Linked DNA regions of Mus musculus: all the other regions are linked to region 3. A link is a contact called in public HiChIP or PLAC-seq and promoter capture Hi-C data. All regions are on one chromosome and are shown on one strand. Each heading gives the region's core, a stretch centred on a gene start, on an enhancer-like site or on the middle of the called end of the contact. The rest is flanking DNA. Distances are from core to core; before and after follow the strand shown. Region 1 holds the start of Npbwr1 (neuropeptides B/W receptor 1). Region 2 holds the start of Xkr4 (X-linked Kx blood group related 4). Region 3 holds the start of Mrpl15 (mitochondrial ribosomal protein L15). Region 4 has its middle 64 kb from the start of 4732440D04Rik. Region 5 overlaps Rb1cc1 (RB1-inducible coiled-coil 1).

Region 1 (2,700 bases), core at 64-2,563, 1.1 Mb after region 3:
TGTCCTCAGGCATGCTACACACCAGCCTCACCTCAAGGCCGGGCAAATCCCGGATCAGTCCTGGTTAGGGCCTGTGGTATCAGTCCTGGGTAGGGCCTGTGGTACTGAATGCCTGGAATGGGCCTCAGGATTTCGGGCTGCACTTGGGAACCACAGTCCCGGAATTCTCCTGAACCCAGCTGGCAGTGCTGCCTGCGGTGGAAAGAGGTGGAAAGGGCATCAGGCTGAACGGCATGACACCAATTGCCGGAGGCTTCTGCGGAAGCTGTCGTCCAGGAAGGCATAGAGGAAAGGGTTGAGGCAGCTGTTAGCATAGCTCAGGCTGGTGATGAAGTAAGAGATGCCGATGACCAGCGGCGTTTGCGGGAGGTCGGTGGTGAGGGCCACTATGGTACTCAGGTGATAAGGCGTCCAGCAGAGGAGGCACACAGCCAGAATCGCCGCCACCAACAAGGTCACGCGCTTCTTGGCACGATCCAGGGCCTTGGCGTGGCTATCTAGCTGGATAGCACGCAGTCGGCAGAGCAGAGTGGTATAGAGAGCACAGATGGTGGTCACCGGGATGGCAAAGCCCAATACTAGTGTGTAGAGACGGCTGGCACGCCACCAGAAGGCCTCGGGCTGCGGGAAGACCAGCACGCACTGGCGCCGACCCTGCTCCTCGTCCAGCCGAGCGAATACCGCAAAGGGCAGCACGACCAGCGTCACCAGCGCCCACACCGCCAGACTGACAGCACGCGCTGCACCGTAAGTGCGCCCGGACACCCGGCGCGACTCTGCTGTGGCCAGAACCACCAGGTATCGGTCGGCGCTCATGACGGCGAGGAAGTAGAGGCTAGAGAAAGTGTTGTACTGGTCGACGGCTACAATGAGCTTGCACATGACCTCCCCGAAGGGCCAGCGCCTCAGCAGGAAGTCCGCGATGTTGATGGGCAGCACGAGGGTGAAGAGCTCATCGGCGATAGCCAGGTTGAGGATGAACACGTTGGTGACAGTCTTCATGCGCGGCGTGCGCAGCAGTACGTACAGCACCGCAGAGTTGCCAGCCAGTCCCACGGCGCAAATTACCCCGTAGACGACAGGCACTGCTACCGCCAGTGGCTGCGGCAGCGGCAGAGGAGCCAGGCTGGACCCGTTGGGACAGCCCAAAGATGAGCCGCCGCAAGACACGTTGTCCCCTCCAGACTCGAAAAGCGTTAAGTTATGCATCTTGGAGAGGGCTGGAGAGCAGGCGACCACCAGGATTCCACTCAGCAGCCCCGCGAAACTCGAGGTTTATGCGCCCACGTTTACAGGGATCTGCACCCAGGCACTGCCTGAGTGTCACAGCTTTTCTCTGGATGCGCACCGGAGGGGGCGTTCCCCGCTGCTACTAAGCTCGCTGACGCCGGGACTCCAAGGCTGGAGACAGAATTGAAAACACAGCTTACATTTCTGGAGGTATAGCTTTAAGGAGAAATGAGGTCCATAGAAAGTAGCTACAGTGTCCCAAGCTCTTCTCTCCACCTGTGGAAATCAGATTCCAGTCCACTGAATACATCAAAGTGCTATGCAGAAGCCACTTGACTCCTAGGAAACCGTAAATGCACCCAATCCCCTGTTTTAGAGCTTAAGGAATTCACACTGAGGTCACACCGGCGAATTCAGCAGAGGTGTGTTTCCGAGCACGCTAGATAATAGGACTTGCAACAGCAATCTTTATCTTACCTGGCGAGTCCCAGCAAAGATCTGAGTTTCCTGGGGAGGTCAGGGAGGAACCCACTGTCTGCTGGAGGACGCTGCAGCAGCAATGAGATGCCTGCCAGCCTAGTCTGTCTCCTGTTGTCTGCCCAGAGACTACTGCTGGACTCTCCAGGAGTTCTCCCAAGAACCTGAAGTACAGGAAGCGCGGCTCAGTCAACCTGTCACCCTTTCCCACTCCACTCCTAGAAAAATCCTCTGATCTAACAGAAAACAGCGCCCCCTTCCTCAAAAGACTTCTTTGCTGCCTTCCTGCTGTTTTAATTCAGTTCATCTGGAATTATAAAAAGCTCACCTGTCAGAAACTAAAACTAAGAATGACAAAGTTAAAAAAAATAATATCCTGTTTTTGAAGAACAGTTGGAGATGAGGTTCCCATAACATGTTTTATTTCTTTATTATATGTATCATTATTTAAATCAATGTTAAAATTAAATTTATTTTGATCGTAGTCTTCCCCTACCCCAAGTCGTCTAGATCCTCTCTCTACCCACCCAACTTTAAGCTCTTTCTCAAAACAAACAAGAACAAAACCAAACACAACAAAAACTCCCAAATCCAAGAAAATAAAATAAAGAAACACCTAAACAGAGAGAGAAAAAAACCCACTAAACTGTAATCAAATAAAACCATAAACATACAAAAGCAAAACTGTGGAGATCATTAAATGTTGATCAACTATTCTTGAACATGAGTCCTGCCCTGGAAGAGTTGATAAATCCAATATCACTGTATTGGAGAAAACTAATTCCCCCTTTTACAGCAGGTATAATTGACAATTTAGTTGTTAACCCTTCCTCTAGTGACTGGGTTTTCATTAGTGCATTCATATTCATTTTAGAAAATATAACAAAACAAAATATAAAGCAAAAACTGTCACATTAAAGTTGGACAGGATGAATCAATAGAAGGAAACAAATCCAAGAGAAGGATTTAGAGACTCTCTCATTTGCACACCCA
Region 2 (2,700 bases), core at 151-2,650, 1.1 Mb before region 3:
TCCAAATATGGACATCTTTGAGCAGTAACAAGTCCTATTTAACTAGAATTGTAATCCTATCCAAACCCAGCACAAAGGAAACCATCAAAAGTACAACACACCAAGAATTCTACATAATATAAATGACTTTTTAGTAAGTGTGAGAGGAATCCTCTGCTAGTGAAATATTAAGTCTACAATCGGGGGAGAACTTGTAGCATACATAGAAAAACTAGTCTATGAGAAGATGGGAAACGTGACAGACTACAAACACGTTCCTGCGTGCCCTTCCTTGGTTTCTTTTTCCTCACCTAACATGAGTTAGGTAAGGAGCAGTTTAGAAAAGAAAACCACAAGAGTGACTTGGCTTACTAGTCATTAGGAAAGATTTCATGCAAAAGTAGAACAGTGGACATGGTGGGCAGGCATGTAGGAACAGTAGTAGTCTCTCTCAACCCCCACCCTGATACAGTACCTCCAGATTTGCCCAAGCTGCAAGATGTGGATGAGTGACTGCAGGAGCCAGATGCAAAAGGAGCAGGACGCAGACCTGTGTTTGCCGCTGGTCCGGGTGGCCCCGTTGCTGTTGCTGCCGCTGTTGGTGGCGGCGATGTTGCTCTTGCTGGCGTTGGATGCTTGCCTCTGCGGCGTGGAAGGACGAACCTCGCCTTCCCCGGCTGCAGACCCACTGCTGACCACCGTCTTGCAATCTGCTCCAGGCTGCTGGCAGCTGGAGGTGGTGGTCGTGGAGCTGTCCTCGGTGCTGAAATCATGCACAAACCAGCGGAAGCTGAACACTTGCACAGAAAGGGAGCCCAGCACCACGAAGAAGAGGGTGAGCCCAAACCACCAGCGCTGGCCACGCAGGTAGTAGTCCACCGCGAGCCAGATGTCCGTTCCCACATCCGCGAAGTACACGGCCACGGCGGCCAGGATCCAGAGGCAGTCCCACAGCGAGTAACGCCGCTGCTCCCTGCCCAGGCGCAGGCACAGCGCCGCAGAGCCCGCCCCGCTGCCCCGGCCGCCGCCGCCCGAGCCGCCCGAGCCCGCCGAGCCGCCGCTCCCCGCGCAGCAGCAGCAGCAGCGCGAGCAGCCACCGCCGTCCGGGCAGCAGCCGCCTCCGGCCGCCTCCGTGTCCTCGGCTCCGGACCCCGACGGCAAGCCTGGAGCCAGTCCTTGCACAGAGCCCGAATTGTCCGAGTTCTGCAGCGGGGTGAACGCCACGTCGCTGCTCTTCTTCATCTTCAGCCTCCCGTCTGACTTAGCGGCCATGATGCCTCGGCAGCGGAGGAGAGCACTCCTTTATCTGACACCTGTCCCTGCTGTCTCCTCCTCCCGCCACCTCCTCGCCTCGCCCTGGCTTCCTTCCCCGGCCGCGCCGCTCCCCAGCTCCTACTCCAGCGCCCGCTCGCCCGCCGCCGCCCGCGGGGCTGGGCGCTGGGCCCGGCTAGCCGCACGCTCGGGACCCGCAGGAGCGCCGCCTGGCTGCCTGCGCCGAGCCCAGCTGCTCGCGCCGGCCCGCGCGCGCCCCTGACAGCCGCCCGCGCTCCGCGCCGGCCCGGCCCCGCGGCTGCAGCACGAGCCGCCGCCGCCGCCAGCAGCAGGAGCAGCAGCGGCCGCCGCGGAGCTCCTCGGACCTGCACATTCCTCTCCTCCCCTCGCGCGCGCTCCCTCCTCCCGCAGCCTCTCCTCCACCAGCTGACTCCGAGGGAGAGGATGACCTCATCCCTTCCCTTCCAGCTGCCGCCGCTCCCACCCCGGCTGGGGAGGGGCGAGAAGGAGGGCCCGGAGGAGGGGCTGGGATTGAGGGGAGCGGCGGGTGGGGGTGCCTGGCTGGCCAGTGCTGGACGCGGAGGGCAACAGCACGGCAATCGGAGGCCCAGTCCAGGCTCGTGGGATAGCGAAGAGCGTTGAGTGGATTTCCTCGAAGCTGGGGGGATGGGATGGGCAGAGCGCGCCGCGTGTTAGAGCCTTGGTGTTGGGTCACTGCCGAGGGTAGGGGGCCACGGACACAAGCGGGCGTGGCAGCAGCGAAGGCTGCGGAAGAAATGGTCTCTTTGTATTGTACCGGGCGCGCTCGGCACCTGGCTGGGTGTGGTATGGTGCTAGGTGTGTTGCTGGCGAGGGTGAACACGCTTTAACTAGGAAGCTAGGGCTCCTATACTGGCGGCGGTGGTGGGCGTGCCATGCTTTGGAGATCCTGGGTGGCACAGTACTTGCAGAGCTAGAACACCTAAAGCAAAGCTGGCAGCAGAGGGCGAGCCCTCGGGATAAGGCGAGAGCAGCCCCAGGGATGCTGTCCTGCCAAACCCCAGCCTAGAGAAATGCAAAGGCCCTATCTCAGGAGGTGGGTGCATGAAGCCCTGTCCCCCTGCGAGTTTAACGAGCCTGAGGCAGCAGCACTAGGCAGACACCATGGTGGGGCTACTCCTAACCGCAGGTGGGAAACGCTGCACCTCTGGCGGCGGCAACCTAGAGCGCGGCGGTGGGAGGAGGGACATGGCTAGTAACCAGGGAAAAGAGAACTAGCTCGGCCCTTGGCCCCGCGCAGGGAGTGGCAGATCCCAAAGCTAATGCCACTTCTCTTATTCCAAAACTGCAATTACCTTCCCTTAAACCTATAAACGTACAGACTTACTGTAGGGTCTCATAACTTCAGAAATGACTCGAATTTAATCTATTCTCGAAGAGAATGTAATAAAATATGTTGCAGTTTAAAAA
Region 3 (2,893 bases), core at 22-2,521:
AAAAAAGGGCAAGGCCAGCAACCCCCAATTTTCTGAGAGTCTGTCTCTGAATAAAGCATTTAAAAATCGGGAAAGGGAACCAGATGTGGTGGCGCATGCCTTTAATCCCAGCACTCGAGAGGCAGGGACAGGAGGATTTCTGAGTCCGAGGCCAGCCTGGTCTAAAAAGTGAGTTCCAGGACAGCCAGGGCTCTACAGAGAAACCCTGGGGGGGGGGGGGGGGGGGGGCGGTGAGAGGGCATCGGGAAAGGGTTTGGGATTACAGCTCAGTGGTATAGTGTGCTTGAACAAACAAGCTAAGGGCCTAAATTTAGTCTTCAGGAAAAAGCAGCTGGAACGGAAAAAGAAAATCCTAGAACTAAACAGCCAAAACGAGGCTTGAGTGACATTAAATGTTTTATTTTTAAATTAATCGTAAATATGTAATTAGATCACATATGGCTAAGGAAAACTCCAATTTTTGCTAGGGACACATTCTAATTTCCTAAATTCCTAAAAGATAAGCTCCTGGCAACTTGTCCCCCTCCACAGAATTGTAAAACTGATGTGAAATGATTAATTGCTTCGGTAAAGTTCCTCATGTAGCTGTAAGTTCCCCAGAAATAAAGTAATTGCGACCTTTCAAAGCCCTCCACCTTCTACCCCTTTAACCTGGGCCTAAGGGGAATTGTGGTTGGCTGCACTATAACATTAAAAAATTGGCTAATTACAACTGGATAGAGTCGGGTAGTCTTTCGGTGTTCTCTAACTCCGTAACATCTTTCCCTTAATTGACTTTGTCAACCGCCCCCCCCCCTAAAAAAAAAGCCGTATATTAAGTTACTGTAAAAGCCGAGCAGCCGACCCACAACAGTTTTCTAGTTGCACCCTGGGTTGCACATTGGCCAGCTGGAATGTAGAAAAAACACTGGGATTTTTATAACGACGATAGGCACTTGCTAAGCAGTTCAGTTTAAACGCAATTTTGGATGAATCGTCTGCAGTTCCCGAGTGTGTACCCTCCGCCTGCTTAGCATCCTTAACACTGGGCGCACGCGGAAGGGAGCCAGGCGCCCGCACGCGTCCATCGCCAGAGTGACGCGGCCCCTGCACTCCCCGCACCGCCGCCAAGCGTTTACCCGTTTTCTGGAGTTAGGACTGGGCTTCAGGTTGGCCAGGCTCACTCTCGGCAAGGACCGCAGCAGGTCCAGGCTGGTCCCGCAGCCGCGCGCCGTGCCAGCCATGACCCGCGGTGCTTCAAGGGCGCCCAGGAAGCGGCGTAGACTCCGCGTTGCTTTACGGCTCCGCCCGGCCCCTGTCGCGCTGCAGCGGCCGTACTGCCCCGCCCCTGTCGTGCTGCAGAGCGACCGCATCCGCGTCGGTAGGCTATGTCTTCCAGCTTCCAGGCTTGATGTCTTTTTACTTCGGGGAACTGCATCAACTTTTGTGAGATCATGCTTTATCCTCTGGCTTTGGTACCATTTTGTGAACGAAAACTGTTCTCTTCTGCCCTGTAATGACTGAACACGCTGTACGGTAAAAGTGGGGCCTCATGAAGCGAAAAGTAATCCAAAATGATGTGAACAGGTTCAAGCTTTGAGACTCTGGTAATTCAACTGTTACAGTGCCTGGCTCTAGAATTAATTGTCTAATTAGGTTCAACCTAATAGCGTGCCTTGCAGTTAACGATGGGGGGTGGGGCATACTTAGCTCCTGGGGTATGCCAGAAACTGAGTTAAAGTTAGCCTTACTAGATTCATATAAACAACCACGCTAGAAGCGAGGTGTGGTTTTATGCCTATCAGATCGACCCAGCTGTCACAGCAGATGGTATAGATAGGATTCAAAGCTAATGAACTTAAACTGCCAAACATATATTTAACTCTCCAAATTAAATGATTTTTAAAACTTGTCTTAATACAAGTAATATAGAAAACAATGTGTTCATTTTTATATTCTTTTTCCGTTCCACTGTCTTGCTGGAGAATTGCTCCTACCAAGCTCTATCAGTTATATAGTGAAGGTGAGACAATTTAATAAGCAGCTGTTTCTAACTCAAATAAACCTTTATTTTTATTTTATTGATTCATTGTGAATTTCACATCATACACTCCAGATCCACAATCCCTCCGTCCTTTTTGCCCTTGCAAACCCCCCCCCCCCCAAAATAAAAATAAAGTTTAGGAAACCTCATCGTGAAGCTGTCGTGTGTCACAGTGTGTCCTACAGTATACCCTTTTGTCCATACATTATTACTTGCAAATGTACATTGCAATGAGTCATTGGTCTGGTTCTAGGTCTCTGGCTTCTGCTACACCAATATTGGATCCTCACAGGGACTCTATTCGGTTATCCTGCTATTGTCCTAGGTCACTGAGATCCTGCAGCTCTGGATCAGCAGGACTAGCTAGCCCTTTCACATGTTCCAACAGGTTACACATAAGGTAGATATCGGGGTGAGCTACTCAAAACCATGGATTTGGGCCTGGGGCCAGAGCCTGCTGGTCATTCAACATGGAAACCACGACTTGGGGTATGAGGATGATTATAGGAAAGGCAAAAAGAAGATGGAAGAGACAGATATGGGAGGGCTACAGGTCAATACCACCACTAGCAGCAAGTTTACTTTCTCAGTGTCTTTTAAAGGCTAGCAACAGAAAGCATGACCAATTCCAGGAAGTTAAACAATGAACATGAACATTTATGTGATAAGTGTATGGTACACACTATCCATGTTTGACTAAGGCCATTTCCTTCAGGCTTGGACAGTCTCTCAAGGACATATGTAAAAGCAGAGGAACTTGGCAGGATATAATGCATGTCTTAACTAAAAGCAAAAGCATGTTAGCAGACTCATTCATGATTAATTACAAGCAAGAACTCAGCCAACATTAACTCTGGAAGTGCTCCCCAC
Region 4 (2,827 bases), core at 135-2,634, 1.5 Mb after region 3:
CTGTTCTCTACTACAGCAATATGTTCTGGTGTTTTGTTTCATCCAGATCTTTTTATTAGAACTTCAGTATTAGATGTGTGTTGTGTAACTGATCATTTTAACACGTTGGGGCCTAAGATAACACCATTTATTTACTCATTTCACTGGGGGGATGTGTGTCAATGGGCTGGGATCGAATAGTCCATATAGCCATGTCCTCACATATTTGATTTAGGAATGCCTTGTATAGATAGCCCTTTTGATAACTGATGCTCACAAAGAGACAGCAACATCCTAGTAAGAGTGACAACATAGGTCAGAAGCTTTACCACATTCTTTGGGTCAAAATCAGACTCAACACGGAGTTAATGTCCAGGGATACTGAGAGAAAAAAGTTGGAAAATTGCAGTCCTTTTTAAAGCTACGTCTAAAATAGCTATTGTCTTTTAAGATTTAGGTTTACAGATATACATGGGCTTTTAAAAATATGCAGCTGGGGATATATCTTCATTGAATTGCTTGCCCATAGTGAGAGCTTGGGTTTGGTCCTCAGCAACACAAAAATCAAGCAGAAATCATGTGGATGCATGTGAACTAAAGCCAAGCAAAGTTGGTAATGCTTAATTTTCATAAATTTAACTGCCTTGATAATTATTTAAAAGCTAGGAAGCAAAACTTATTAATTCCTACTAACTGGTAGCTCATATGTTCCTCATACCCTTGGTACATTGTCTTTAGCCAAAAATTTTAAGTAGTACAGTTTATAATCTTTATGGGTGAGATGGAAATTCTCCCAAGCAGTTCTTAACATAGTGGTAAAGAGACAAGGCAGTCAGCTGTAAGCTATTTGGTTTACATACTTCTTGGGTGTCTCAGACTTGGCAGCCATTTAGAGTAAGCAACACCAGTTTCTTTCATTCCTATCTTAAAGCTTATTAGCAATGTCATTTCCAATGTTAAGAAAAGAGTAGCAGCCCTTAAGATCAACTCAGGTTCCTCCCTCACTTAGCTTCCAATCTAAGCAGTTGCACGCATGTGTCCTGTTAGAATGCAGCCAGGGCTGCCTTGCTATACATACCTTGCACCCCATGGCAACACTGCTTAACCATTTTACACACATCACCACTTTATGTCAGTGTGCTGTTAATCTTTGAAGTTGCGTTCAACTTTCATTTTTACCATTTTAGGAGTTTCTGGTGGATTCCATAGCCCTTGACAGTCTTTTTGTTTTGTTTTATGAATGTTGGGGGTTATTTCTGAACTCTGGTTTTGTGGCACCTTTTAAAAAAAGGCTTCTGGGAATCTGATTCCGAAATGATGTTGTAATTCTCCTTAACTGCCTTAGAACCGTCATCATCCAATTCCAGTAGAGCTGGAGAGCTCGTGTTGCTGGTGTCACTTGTAATCTCTCTGGAATTCTGCTCTGCAAGTGACTATGACCTTAACTAGCCTAGGAGATGAACACGAATGCTTATGTTCTTAACCACAACTCTTCTGAAAACGCATAGCCTGTCTCACAAGCATAAACTCCGCATTCCCAGCATTTTCTCTCATCACAAATTACAGTTTAGCTCCCTGTGCGACCTGTTTCGCTATAGCTTCTGGGTGTCTCATACTGCCTTTAAACCAGGTTGAGTTTTCTAACACGAAGCTATACTTTTCCCTTCTGCCTTCGTCCACTTAACAGCTCCCAGAAGTACCACATTCTCATGAGTGTTCCAGTTTAACCTCGGCCAAGGGGGTGAGAGCAGCTTCCTGTGAAGCTTGATATTGGTTGTTTCATCTTCTGAACACGTCCACTAAAGGGCTTGCCTTACAGTCATAAAAGCAATGCACATATATGTAAATACAGTGACATGTTCTAGAACAGTGCCCTTCTAAATAAGAACATTAAGAAATGCACTTTGCATTTGATCATGCATTTAATCATCAATCCAGCCCTAATAAGCCCACATAGGCTGGGAGTAGCAGATCCTCTTCCAGTTCTAGGTCCTGGTTTGCCAACAGACCTCCACATTAACCAGTAGTGACTAGAAACATACATACCCCTCACTGCTACAAAAGTCAGCATAGCCACTGTCTACTGAGACCATTACAATCTTACGTCATAAACTAGCTACAGTGTTTAGGCCAGAACATCAAGAGCTAGGTAGGATTTATTGACCTTTTGCAATGCAGTAACAGAATGCCTGACAGAATTCTTTTGACTCCCGTCTTCATGGTAGGAGAAACTCAGATCATAAAAGCAAGAATATGTTGGTAAAGTTGTTCATATTAAGCTGACCAAGAAACAGAGTGAAGCATGAAAGGGGCAGGGATAACATGTCCCTGAGAACTTTCCTCCAGGAACTCACCACTTTCAGCTCATTTCTACTTGACAAAGTCTACGTACAGAACTCTCCCAAAATATCTGGGCCCAAGTGTTCAAAATTTGATCCTTCAGAGGATATTTCAGGTTCAGCATGTAACATTATTGTGTATGTAATAAATTGAAAGGACATGGTTGTATTCAAGAAATAGTCATCACTTTTATCACTTTTATAGAAAGAGCTATTACAATCTACAAATATGTTTAGTTTTCTGAATACTCTCATGAGTAAGTATTCATGTATTAATTTTGTTATTTTTTTATAAATGTACACCACACTTGTAAGTAATAGGTTGCTATGAAAAATATTAATAAATTCTGTATCCCTGTTGGAAAGTAGATATTGGATGAAGCTTAAAAGTTTTTTCTAACCTGGCTAGCTCCCAAATAATTGAGTCTGAGACCTATTGAAATATTTATTCAACAAGCTTTAAGCACAATTGACTAATTTTTCTAACCCTCTATGCTTACCTAACTACT
Region 5 (2,855 bases), core at 285-2,784, 1.5 Mb after region 3:
TTATCCTTCCCTAACCTTATATAAAGGGCCTAGTCAAATTCCTCCTTTACACATCAGAACGACAGTCAAAAAGACCCCGATCAGCAAGATGATTCCATGGGTAAAGGAGATCTGAGTATGATGTTTGAGTCCTAGATGGCTGCAGGAGGGAATTGATTCTCATAAGTTGTCCTTTGACCTGTATGTATATGTCATGGCTTCTGAGAGCTCACAATCGTGCCCACACACATGTGTATGTATTTACATGTGTTTGCACATATACAAAATGAACACAGTTGAAGAATAACTTAGAGGATGCCTACATGCTGCTATTGGCAGGTATTCAGAACCCCTGCTGAGGCAGGAAGGCTGAACTAGTTTTCCTCCATTGAAGGTTGAGCTTAGGATCTGACAAGGTGGCCCAGTAGGTCAAAGCCTGAAACTTCATTTTAACCCCCAGGACTCATTGTGAAAGGAGAGAAGGCATTTACTCATGCCCTTTTACCCACCAAGGCTCTAGGTTTAGGTGAGGAGATAGTAGAGTATACCACAGTTCCAGGAGCCTTTAATGAAACAAGGTCATTTAATATCTGTGACCAGTTTTACTAGAAAACAGGCACCACCAAGCGCATCATGTAGTTAAATTTTACACTACAAACACGTAGAACTAAAGTCAGAGGACAGGAAAAATTAACTATTAAGACATCTCATTGACCAAACCATTTCCTTTCAATAGAGATTAAGTTTAAGCTTTCTGTCCCATTTGTTAAGGAAAAACCTTGCCTTTTTAAAGAATGGGATCTTGCTGAGTTGCCTATGCTGGCCTGAACTTTTGGTTTAATTCTACCTTGCTTCTTGAGTTCTGAATTACAAACATATGCCAAACATACCTGGCTATGGAAGATGCTTTGAGAGAAGATGAGTTGATGAGTTACTACCAAAGAGTGGGTTTGTCATTAGCTCCACTTTATATGTCCTTGATGACTTTGAAAATAACATTCTTAGGGATACTGAGAATTGTTTAAATTGGTTGAGAGTTATGATTACTGAAGTTATTATGGTCTTGACTTTTATATTGTGATTTGTTTAACACCAGTTGTTTAGGATGGGGTTCATCCTATTAATCTTCCTTTGCTAGTATAACTTTATTTCCTGTGCATTTTTCTGTATCATTTTCTATATCCTTTGTATCTTAGTCTGTATCTAGTTACTGTGAAATATAGTTAAAACTATTTCCAGAAGATTTTACTCATATATGTTTCCTTCTCATTTAGCTTGACCCAAAGATTATTCAACCATTTATGTTAGAATGCCATCAAACTATTGCCAAACTTGATAATCAGAATATGAAAGCCATTAAAGGGCTTGAAGATCGGCTGTATGCCTTGGACCAGATGATTGCTAGCTGTAGCCGGCTGGTAAATGAACAGAAAGAGCTTGCTCAGGTATCGTGTTTATGACCACTTGATTTCTAGCTCCCAGAGGCAAGCAGCTGAATTTCATTTTGTGCTAGTGTCCCTCTCCTCATTCCCTCCCCTTCTTCCTCCCGCTTGTCACACTTGATGGACTGGAGTTTTCCTGTTTAGCCCAGGCTGTCTTCCTACTTAAGTGCTGTGGTCTCTGCTTGGTAGTTATATGTTTTTTATTCTTTGTGATGTTGATGTTTTATGTGCTTATTTTTAATAAAAAACCACAAATATTATAAAAGTTTAAGATAGCTTAAATTTTGTGTTTCCATGACATTTTAAAGAATTTGTTTGCTTTTGGCTTGTGTTTGTGTTAATTATTTTAGTAAAGCTTTCAAGCTACATATTGTTGTAAGTTGGCTTTCTGTCCTTGGAATAGCCATTTCTTTTTACCCCCCACCCGCCTTTAATGGGAGATAGGAATTTTAGGAATCTAAATGAAAAGTGGTTCCTTGTCAGTTTTTCTCTTGAGAGCTTATGTCATTTTCCTTCCCAAAGGGATTTTTAGCTAATCAGATGAGAGCTGAAAACTTGAAGGATGCATCTGTGTTACCTGATCTGTGTCTGAGTCATGCAAATCAACTAATGATTATGTTGCAAAACCACAGAAAACTGTTGGATATTAAACAGAAGTGCACCACTGCCAAACAAGAGCTAGCAAACAATCTCCACGTCAGACTGAAGTAAGAGATTCCGTCAGACTTCAGTTTTTGTGTTTTTAATCTTCCCAGTAATAACAGTAATTTCATTGAAATGCATATTGATGAACTCTAGGGTTAGACTTTATAGAGCCTTGATCTTCATAGCTTACCTACAAATGACTTTTAGCAAATGTGGAAAACAATGAATCTTTTTCTATAGGTGGTGTTGTTTTGTGATGCTTCATGCTGATCAAGATGGAGAAAAACTGCAGGCACTGCTCCGCCTTGTAATAGAGCTGTTAGAAAGAGTCAGAATTGTTGAGGCTCTTAGTACAGTTCCTCAGATGTATTGCCTAGCTGTTGTTGAGGTTGTAAGAAGAAAAATGTTCATTAAACACTACAGAGAGGTAAGCAATTCTAATTATTTAATTATATATTAACATTCATAATTGGTATATTTTATTAACATAAATGTTCCTCTTCTAAGTGGGCTGGTGCTTTAGTCAAAGACGGAAAACAACTATATGAAGCTGAAAAGTCAAAAAGGGAATCCTTTGGGAAATTATTTAGTAAGTATTAATTTATTTACCCTTTTCCTTCTTTATTTTTTGGCCTTTAGGTAATTTCTAAAATAACCATGTTCCTGGTTTCTTTGTACAGGGAAGTCCTTTTTAAGAAATCGTCTGTTTAAAGGACTGGACTCCTGGCCTTCCTCATTTTGTGTATGTATTTTTTTTTTTCTAACTAGGACTAAATTTCTTTTTTTTTT

What was found. Promoter capture Hi-C pulls out the DNA fragments that hold promoters and counts their contacts. HiChIP or PLAC-seq counts read pairs in DNA pulled down with a chosen protein or histone mark.
Region 1: a contact with region 3 is called in an H3K4me3 HiChIP or PLAC-seq map of stem cell-derived neural progenitor cells, with 8 times the contacts expected there. The contact joins the promoter of Npbwr1 here to the promoter of Mrpl15 in region 3. A contact is called at or near these places in 16 of 39 promoter capture datasets (the 3T3-L1 cell line, 3T3-L1-derived adipocytes, the C10 cell line and 9 more), 1 of 15 datasets of contacts at CTCF or cohesin (pro-B cells), 46 of 484 Hi-C or Micro-C datasets (B cells, the Ba/F3 cell line, the G1E-ER4 cell line and 27 more) and 7 of 115 datasets of contacts at active chromatin or transcription factors (the HPC-7 cell line, astrocytes, embryonic stem cells and 3 more).
Region 2: an H3K4me3 HiChIP or PLAC-seq map of stem cell-derived neural progenitor cells shows a contact between it and region 3, with 7 times the contacts expected there. The contact joins the promoter of Xkr4 here to the promoter of Mrpl15 in region 3. A contact is called at or near these places in 3 of 39 promoter capture datasets (cranial neural crest, embryonic stem cells and hippocampal neurons), 3 of 484 Hi-C or Micro-C datasets (Sertoli cells, cerebral cortex and cortical neurons) and 2 of 115 datasets of contacts at active chromatin or transcription factors (astrocytes and stem cell-derived neural progenitor cells).
Region 4: a promoter capture Hi-C map of hippocampal neurons shows a contact between it and region 3, with 4 times the contacts expected there. The contact joins the enhancer-like site here to the promoter of Mrpl15 in region 3. A contact is called at or near these places in 5 of 39 promoter capture datasets (the 3T3-L1 cell line, cranial neural crest, hippocampal neurons and 1 more).
Region 5: a contact with region 3 is called in a promoter capture Hi-C map of the HPC-7 cell line, with 10 times the contacts expected there. The contact joins the enhancer-like site here to the promoter of Mrpl15 in region 3. A contact is called at or near these places in 6 of 39 promoter capture datasets (the 3T3-L1 cell line, the C10 cell line, the HPC-7 cell line and 3 more) and 1 of 115 datasets of contacts at active chromatin or transcription factors (astrocytes).

What each region holds. Positions count from the first base shown.
Region 1 is chr1:5,916,085-5,918,784 of GRCm38.p6, forward strand. Npbwr1 (neuropeptides B/W receptor 1) reads right to left here and starts at 1,314. Exons shown (of 1, transcript NM_010342.1): 1 at 1-1,314. The coding sequence starts at 1,209. The coding sequence ends at 220.
Region 2 is chr1:3,670,098-3,672,797 of GRCm38.p6, forward strand. Xkr4 (X-linked Kx blood group related 4) reads right to left here and starts at 1,401. Exons shown (of 3, transcript NM_001011874.1): 1 at 455-1,401. The coding sequence starts at 1,251. It also overlaps the pseudogene LOC108167595.
Region 3 is chr1:4,784,455-4,787,347 of GRCm38.p6, forward strand. It overlaps Mrpl15 (mitochondrial ribosomal protein L15), which reads right to left and starts at 1,272. Exons shown (of 5, transcript NM_001177658.1): 1 at 1,119-1,272. The coding sequence starts at 1,223.
Region 4 is chr1:6,278,982-6,281,808 of GRCm38.p6, forward strand. No RefSeq gene overlaps it. Among named protein-coding and RNA genes, the nearest start is that of 4732440D04Rik, 64 kb to the left of the region's middle. Within about 2 kb of position 1,385, at least 51 of the 459 cell types and tissues checked have an H3K27ac peak or open chromatin away from gene starts, as enhancers often do.
Region 5 is chr1:6,242,852-6,245,706 of GRCm38.p6, forward strand. Rb1cc1 (RB1-inducible coiled-coil 1) reads left to right here. Exons shown (of 24, transcript NM_009826.4): 8 at 1,254-1,424; 9 at 1,944-2,128; 10 at 2,307-2,493; 11 at 2,574-2,655; 12 at 2,747-2,808. Among named protein-coding and RNA genes, the nearest start is that of 4732440D04Rik, 28 kb to the left of the region's middle. Within about 2 kb of position 1,535, at least 5 of the 459 cell types and tissues checked have an H3K27ac peak or open chromatin away from gene starts, as enhancers often do. A contact at or near this core is called in the HPC-7 cell line, where this site is marked.